2 separate regions of the Drosophila melanogaster genome follow, and region 1 is linked to region 2. Evidence: chromatin contacts called from public Hi-C data. All regions are on one chromosome and are shown on one strand. The core of a region is the stretch at or near the end of the contact, and the rest is flanking DNA. Distances in the headings are between cores, read along the strand shown. Region 1 holds the start of Vps11 (Vacuolar protein sorting 11). Region 2 holds the start of CkIIalpha (casein kinase IIalpha).

Evidence for each region. Hi-C and Micro-C count contacts between places; a contact is called where the count stands out from the background.
Region 1: a contact with region 2 is called in a Hi-C map of the Kc167 cell line, with 6 times the contacts expected there. A contact is called at or near these places in 4 of 107 Hi-C or Micro-C datasets (the Kc167 cell line and the S2 cell line) and 2 of 7 datasets of targeted methods (the Kc167 cell line and the S2 cell line).

What each region holds. Positions count from the first base shown.
Region 1 is chr3L:23,147,566-23,152,255 of dm6, reverse strand. It overlaps Vps11 (Vacuolar protein sorting 11), which reads left to right and starts at 1,757. Exons shown (of 1, transcript NM_168987.2): 1 at 1,757-4,600. The coding sequence starts at 1,869. The coding sequence ends at 4,361. It also overlaps asRNA:CR45164.
Region 2 is chr3L:23,095,101-23,099,373 of dm6, reverse strand. It overlaps CkIIalpha (casein kinase IIalpha), which reads right to left and starts at 2,302. Exons shown (of 4, transcript NM_001300224.1): 1 at 1,900-2,302; 2 at 1,617-1,814. It overlaps RpL10 (Ribosomal protein L10), which reads left to right and starts at 3,903. Exons shown (of 5, transcript NM_001275304.1): 1 at 3,903-3,937; 2 at 4,069-4,099; 3 at 4,163-4,273. The coding sequence starts at 4,077.

The DNA.
Region 1 (4,690 bases), core at 508-3,007, 53 kb before region 2:
CGGTGCAGGACGACTGAGTGCGGAGATTCCCGACTACAAAATTCTGGCACTGCAAAAACCGGGTTACAGACATTTTTGGGCCCACTGGGCCCATAGGGCCCACCGGTCAGCCCAAGAAAATGTGAAACTACTTCCCAAAAATGGCCATACCGACGATCTAGAAAGAGTTAGATTCACATAGTGGCAGTTGACACAGTCAAACAATAGGCAAATCTAAATTAATACTATAATACTATAAAATTCCCCAAAATAAAATTATCTTGAAAGAAGGTCACTATCTTGTCCCAGTCTCTTGCAAAGGGGTTATGCTGCGAACAACCGACAACATGTTAGCAAAGCGTAGAGAAGAAGTCCATACAATCTAAACCTCCACCCCAACACCGGGAGCTACCTTTTGCCAACTATCAACGGAAAGATCATGCGCCAGGGAACTACACGCAGGCGTTCTAGGGCATTGCGAGTCACAACCAAGCGACCTACACCCGCTTACCCGCGTGGATGAGGAAATCATCATCATCAATGACCGGCCAGCCAGCCACAGACAGGCAATGGAACAGATGTCTATCTACGTGGCACACATCCCATTACCTTCAACGATCGCGTCGTGATAAATGACACCACCTTTATAAATCACGACAAGGCCCAAATACGAGCTCCAGGGGTAGCTAGTTCCGCATCATTGAATATCACCGCCAACAAAGATATTCTGAGTCTCCCCTGTCTTCACCAGCTGAGTGAACGTAACTTGGAGTTCATCAAAGAGTTCGGGAGAGAAATTGATACTAATCATTCATAATAATATTTATATATTATAATATTCGCATAATATTTATCGCAGCAGCGGTTTGTTTACGGTTCATCGGAGCGCGGAGATCTACAATCCAATTAAACGGGATGATCGCCGAATTAGGACCAGCCGAGGACGGCCGTAATCTTAAAGGGGGAGTCGTTAACACAAGCCAACCAACTAGAACAGTTGGTTTAGTGTATTAAACATAATATCAAAGTGCTGACCCAGCATTGGGCCGGAAACCCGTGCGCAGCCGGCAAGCACATCATATTTGCGTGGCCGCTTCGAGTCTTTGTTAGCTATAAGAATCATTTTTAAGTTTCAGTTTGAATTTGCATTTACCATATTAAAGAGCGACAGCTCGTCAACTCCGACTAAGCGTTCTAAAACATATTTTTATTACTTACTCTGCCAGACCACAAGGCTGGCAGTTAAAAGAGGAAAGTTCCTCTCAACGTAAATAATAATCTTCTGCTCCCCGGAGTAGCCATCGACGGAAGCCCTTCACCTCTGGAGGAATCCTGACGACGACAGTATCGCAAGACGGTGCGATCAATCTTTATATAATTTATATATTCTTTATCAGTATCAACAGCCGAGTCGATAAAGACACGCCGGTATGTTCGGTCGACCGTTTCTATGTAAGCAAGGCCTTAGTTTTAAAGCCATCTCCATGAAAATATCCCAAACATGTGATTTCTATTGCTGGAACGGGCCGATAAATGCCATGTAGATACGTGTTTGTTTTTTTTTTTTGCGTCATAATGTGTTGTTTTATTCGGTTTACACCAATTTTTACAGTGTCAGAAATCCGAGCTTCGTTTTTTTCAATAATTTCTTAAAGATTAATTACTACATAGCTTATTTTAATAATTATATTATATATCCACATCTAAGATTAAAATCATAACAATTGGATGTGCTTAGTGTAATTTGCTTATAAAAACTACTTTATATTTTCATATTGCACTGTTTCATTTTGTTGGCCAACCCGTAACGTCACACATGTTCCACTATAAGAATAAATATACACATTAATAATAGTATCATCGCATAATTATATGAAACTATTGACAGAATGGATATAAGTGTCTTTGAATGGAAGAAAGTGGATCTTTTCAATATAATCGTCGTACCATTTGTAAAAATTCCGAACACGGCAGAAATATCGTGCTACTGCTTTCCCGAATCAAAATCAAGCACTGAGGAAAGAAATATAAAATTAGTAATTTGTGATAAGAACAGAAATATTCTTATTTACCTTTCAAATTGGGAGTGTATTACCTTCAAATCTCCATCCACGCGGAAAGCTATTGCTCTTTGTTCCCTTACCAGCAATAACAGCCTTGCGACTGTCACACCGGATATCAATAATGGTATTCACATTGATATATTTGACCTTAATAGATTAACAAAAAAGCAAGCAGCTCCAATAATTGCATCTGCATATACTCAGCCTTCAAGTACGCCCTTATGCCTCAACGCAGACGTCATTGACGATAAATTGTTTGCGTTGGCGATAGGATTGGGAAATGGTGATATTCTTTTGCATTATGGAAAAATCACAAAAAATTTTTCTGCAAATATTCGCCAACATACTGTTTCTGGAAACGCAGTCAATGGAATACATTTTGATTTCAAAACACAACCTTTAGATACAACTCAAATAATGTTTGTGACATGTGTTCAAGGAGTTTATTGTTTTATGTTAAAAGAGAAATGCATAATGGATACAAAATTTGTACTTGATAATGATAAAGGTAATCTTAATTACCGCAGTATAATGTGCAAGGCTGGAGGTGGCGAAATAAATGATTCAATGTTGGTTGTGGGACGGGCAGACGCTGTTTATTGCTACACTCCTGAGGGAAGGGGTCCTTGTTTTGCTATCGAAGGAGCAAAGGAATGCCTGGCTTGGGTAGGCCATTACCTAATCGTCGGCGTCAAAAATTCAAACTTAAAGCAGAATGCAACGACACTAATTGTTTTAGATACGGAAAACAAAATAATAGTTTTTCAAAGGCAATTTCAGGAATTGTTTTATGTAATCAGTGAAAACAATTTTTGTTATATTGTTACGAATTCTGGCGACACGGATGCTTGCAACATGTTAATGTTAGAAAAAAACAGCATAGATGTTAATATACGTCTCTTAGTTGAAAAACATATGTATAACATTGCATTGAGATTGTTGCATCGAGAAGGCTATACTTCATCGCCAGAAACTGCATTGGTACGATTTCAGTACGGAAATCACTTACTTCAAAAAGGCGACTTCAGTAGAGCTACTCAAGAATTTATTAAAACCATCGGTTTTATTAAACCGTATGCTGTCATTTCGAAGCTTTTATATTCCAGATACAATACTTATTTACTAAATTACTTGACTGAATGGAAAAAAAAGAATGAGAGTTCAAGCTGTCATACAAGACTTATTGAATGCTGTATTAAGCGTGATCAAATTGAACATGAAATGCAGCAAGATGATTTCAAGCACTATAAAAGCCCTGCGAAAATAAAACATCTTGCAACCCTATCAAAAATGTATTTCGCATGTACCCCGTCCAATCAGGTCCCAGTTGAAGAAGAGCATTTATTACATCAATTGCTAGAATATGGACCTGCATCTCTAGCAGTTGATCTCACTACTTATTTAAATAATATAACATTTGAAAATGTAAAAGAATCAAAAAATATTCTTTCGTTTTGTTCCATTTTAGCAGATCATAACGATTATTGCGCTAAAATGTTAGCTAAAATCATAGAAGCTTTTCCAGTCTGTGACGAAAAACTATTGTTTTATTTGCTGGTCTTTTATTTCAAACTCTGGAGATTAGATAAAGTAACTTCAAGTTTTGTCTCAGATTTTATAAAGACACATAGCTTGCGGATGGACAAAACTATCATTGTAAGTAGGCTTTATACATTTTTTAATGTTACACAAAGAATACACGGCCATCAAAAAAATACAGGCACATTGCATAACGAAACAATAGACAAGTGCATTGAAAACCTAATAAAAAATAATCCCGATGTGGCTTTAAATGAAAATTTAAGTAAAAGATCATTTCTCATGATGTTAAAAAGTTCTTGCTCTACTGAAGAAATAAAAGCAATAAAGATAAAACCAATATTTAAGGATCGATTATTGCGAAGTATAGTTGATTCTGCAAATGAATTAAAGTTAGTTGAGAATTTCAACGAAAAGATTAAGAGGTCGAGATCCATGCTGTCTCTCTATACAAACAATCCAATCGAGTTTCGTAATGATAAATGTGACATCTGTCGTGAAATGTTAAGTATGCAGTCCATTTATTTTCTTTGTCAACATTCCTTTCATGAAGAATGCCTCAATTACAAATCGACCAAACGCCAAGAAAAGTTTTTATGTATTATATGTAAAACAAGAAATTTGTTAAGTCCAAAACATTCTTCCAATTTTTCCTGTGATTCTTCAGATACTATTGCAGTACTTGCAAAAATAGTTTCTATAGGAAATAAGTTAGAAACTAAACTTATGATAAGAGGACGGCAAAAAAGCGATGGCGTTACTTGTAACCCTTTTAATTAAAATATAAATATTATATTATAAATTTTATATTTATATAAAAAAGCTATATCTGAAATTATTTTCTTTAATTTTCAATGTATTATTCGTTAAAATAAATAAATGTACATAAATCGATACATTATATGGCACTGCCAAGCCACCAATTTTCTATTTTAAATGTGAGGTCTTTCTTAGAAATTAAAAAAAAAAACAATGTAATAGCAAAACTAAAAACAAAAATAATAAATTTTCTGGCAAGCATTTTGGCAAATCCAGTTTTTTACCTGTCCAAGAAATGTATTTTCTTTGATATCCCACTGTTACCACTGTTAGATGCGAAACGGCCATAA
Region 2 (4,273 bases), core at 1,053-3,552:
TTGAATTTTTGACTTTAAAGCTAAAAATTAAGGGTTTTTTTTCTTAATTAAACGCATTTTTTTTTATAAAATATAATTAAACAATATTTATTTTACTTATAAATCAAAAAACAAATTAAAAATATTAAATATACAAGAAAATAAACAACAAATTCCAAGTTTACACACTTTTGAGACTGTCAAGAAACTCTTTACACATTTTGTTTTCCTACTTTGTTTTGTTCTTTTTCTTAGAACGAACTCGATTTTTCCGTTATTTTTGGCTTTGCATTGCTTTTTACAACGCTTCTATTGAAATTTGTTGACTTTGCTTGTTAAATTTTGCTGATCAAACGTGCTTAAAGCGAATTATTAAATTTAATAAAATGCCTGGAAAGAGATTAACTTTTGAAGTTACCCAATTAATAAACTATAACCACCAGTTGGGAAAATCTTTTCCAGAATTAGTATAAATGTTTCCTGTATCCCGTAAGACCGTCTACAATGTTTTAAAAGGCTCGGAAAAAGAGGGCAGGCTTGAACCTAAGAGTGGTGGTGGGCGGAAAATTAATATTAAAAAGCGTGTAGACCGCTTTATTATGCGAATAGTGATTGCGAACCCCCGAATCTCGGTCAGAGCACTTGCTCTGGATATCAGGCAAGAATGTCACCTAACTGTGTCACACGAAACTGTGCGCCAAGTCATCCTACGCCATAGGTACTCTTCAAGAGTTGCAAGGAAAAACCCTTTGCTATCAGATGCCAATATTGAAAAGCGTCGATCATTCGCTGTGAGCATGATGGATCATGCGGAAGAGTACTGGGATGACGTCATATTTTGTGACGAAACAAATATGATGCTCTTTTATAACGACGGGCCAAGCAGAGTATGGCGCAAACCGTTGAGTGCGCTAGAAAAACAAAATACCATTCTAACGATAAAATTTGGAAAAATGTCACTAATGGTTTGGGGCTGTATCACCAGCCGTGGAGTGGGAAAACTAGCCTTAATTGAGAGCACAATAAATGCCGTGCAATATCTAGGAATTTTAAAAAACAAATTTGAAGGCCAGTGCAGAAAAATTTGGTCTAGTTAGCAACAACAAGCCAAATTTTATATTTTAAGAGGACATGATCAGAAACATAAAGAGTGCAATGTACGCACCTGGCGCCCTTATAACTGTGGTAAAGTGATCGATACGCCCCCTCAGAGTCCTGATCTGAACCCCATTGAAAATTTGTGGACCTACTTAACGAAGAAGGTGGCAAAAAGGGACCTAAAACACAACAACAGCGTATGACTGTAATAGTCGAAGATTGTGAAAAGATCCCGTTTGAATATGACCTGCAAAAACTTGTCCAATCCATGAAAAAAAGGCTTCAACTTGTAGCTAAAGCCAATGGGGAACATACTACATACCAAAACTTTTAAAATTTTAATAAAATAATTTAAAAATTTAGGATTAAACTAAATAAATTAAACAAAACACTAAATGTGTTTTGTGTAAAGAGTTCACAGTGTGTAAACAGTTTTTTGACAAACTGTATATATATTCTATATATATTATAGAATTATTATATTATATTATATTATATTATATATATCAATACTCTGATTTCGGTGCAAATATGCTTACCACGTGCCATCGTTGCTGAACTTTGACTGATCTGCAGTAATTTTAAACTTATTTTGTTCTGCATTTTGTTTTACTTTGCAGATTATACCAAGATAGTTTTTCCGTTGTTCTTCTGTTCAGATAACGGTAAGCTTGAAAATCCCAGTCGGAAGTACGGAAGGTATCAAAGGAAATAAGTATTACTAAGTGCTTCTTTTTCTGCATAACAACAACAAAAAATTACGATCTTGACGATTAAGAATTGGAAATGCAACTGGACAGAAACGTAATAAATAAACCACACCTTTTCGCCCTTCTCTGTCTGCTTCTATTGTTTTCGTCATTTTCTTATTGTGAGTACGGTTAGTTTAAATTCTTCGTGTCCTTTTTACTATGGCGATCAAAAATATTACTTCAGTGAAAGAAAATGTACATACAGTTTGTCAAGAAATTGTTTGCACAATGAAAATAAATTGTATATTTGACTTTCAATGCAAAAATATAAAGGCCTTTTATTAAAAGGCATGAATTTATTTTTATTGATAACTATTTATTTATATGTTTTTTATCAATATGTGAAAAAAAAATAACAAAACTATTGACAATGAACAAGAAAAACAACTGAAACCAAGTTTGCATAGATTTGACACTGTCAAGGAATTCTTTTGTTTTCAATTTTGCTCCTATTCCGAGAAATTTCGATAACTAAACGGTACAGAATCGTCATTTACATATTTCTTTATACTCGTTGCATTTGGTTGAGAAAGTGAAGTGATCTTTGCTCCAGTTAGTTTTGAGAAATTTAGAAATGCCTGGCAGAAGATTGAGTTTATAATCACCATTTGGGAAAATCTGTCACGGAATTGTCAGAAATGTTTTCTGCATCGCGGGGAACAATTTATAACGTAATTAATCGCACAAAAACGAGGGCAGATTGGAATCAAAATGTGGAACAGGACGTAAAAATAAAATTTCCAACCGTTCAAACCGAGTTACTATGCGAAAAATTTATGAAAATCCGCAAATATCTTTAAGAACTGTTGCTAATTAGCTTAAGGAGGGCTGCGATCTGGATGTGTGACACGAAACAGTGCGCCAAGCCATACTCCGTCATAAGTACCACTCACGGGTAGCAAGAAAAAAACCGATGCTGCCGACAATTAACATCGAAAAGCGGCTTACTTTCGCTATCGAAATGCAACATCAGCCAGAAGATTACTGGAATAACGTAATTTTCTGCGACGAAACCAAGATGATGTGTTATACGACGATGGACCCAACAGAATGTGGCGTAAGGCGCTAACTGCGCTGGAGAACCGCAACCGTCAAGTTTAGCAAAATGTCGGTTATGATTTGGGTATGCATCTAGTCGAGGAGTTCGAGATTTGGCATTCATATTGATCACAATGAAAGCAGAGCATTATTTAAACATTTGAAATGCAATCTGACATCCAGCGCCATTTGGTTTTTATAAGAACAATAGACCTGATTTCAAATTCACAAAGTGAATTAGTCGATAGGCCAATTGGAAGAGACTACTATTACTGTCTGTTTTCTGTCTGTCTGTAAATTACAGAAAAATTAATAAAAAATCTTTGATATCCAATTCTGTAAGCTGCCTTCGAAATGTTCAGTTAAAAGACTAGACCATTCCAGCCTTTTGCCGATTATGTTACTACGTAAAATATCTGGTGTGCCTCAGAAAATACTCTCATTCCTACTTTGGATATCCAAAACGAGATTGGCCACCTAGTCTGATTCGGATTATCTGAGTTTGGGTCTATAATAAATGAAGCAATACAATTGTAAGCTCAATGTTTCTGCTGCTTATAACATATAAATCTTTGTAACTTTATTCTAGGATAGTAACAACTCTTAGCGGTCCGTTCGAAATGACTGCTGAAAATGGCTAAAATACAAAACCATGAAGTGTAATATATATAATGTGAATTTTTGTAAATGTTACTGTTATATTTATCTGCCCGAATACCAATGACTTAGTTATGATAAGCACAAATCTGGGTTGAAAAACATAAGGTGTGCTTATGGTTGAGGTAAGATTCTAATTTACTTATTTAGTTGTAGTTTTTTAGCTTTGACGTTTAATCGCCAAAAATATTTTTTATTCCAATAAAAATGTATCGAAGAACACGAACACATACATATTTTACAGTATGTAGATTTTAGTGAGAACAACATATAAAGCAATTCAGTTTTGATTTCAAATTGTTTCAAAACAAAGGAAAACACTTATCTCAAGTACATGATTATCGGTTTGCGACGAAACCTTTTGTGCTTCCGGTGTTCGTGTCTTCCTTTTCTCGTGTGCTTCGTTGGAAGAGGTTAGTGAGCGGTAAATGATCTTTGGAAATCTAATATGTTTCATGTTTATAGAAGTTTATATTATCTTACCAAGTTTCTGTTTTGTGCTGTGATGTTAGCATATATTTTATTTATTTGTTTTATTTTTCAGGAGTCGAAATGGGCCGACGACCAGCTAGATGGTAAGCAAATCAGTAATTTTGTATGAACTGTCCGTTTAGTAAAACTCTTATTTCATCCTCCAGCTACCGCTATTGCAAAAATAAGCCGTACCCTAAATCTCGGTTTTGCCGTGGTGTCCCTGATCCAAAAATTCGTATATTTGATTTGGGAAGAAAAAAAGCTACAGTTGAGGA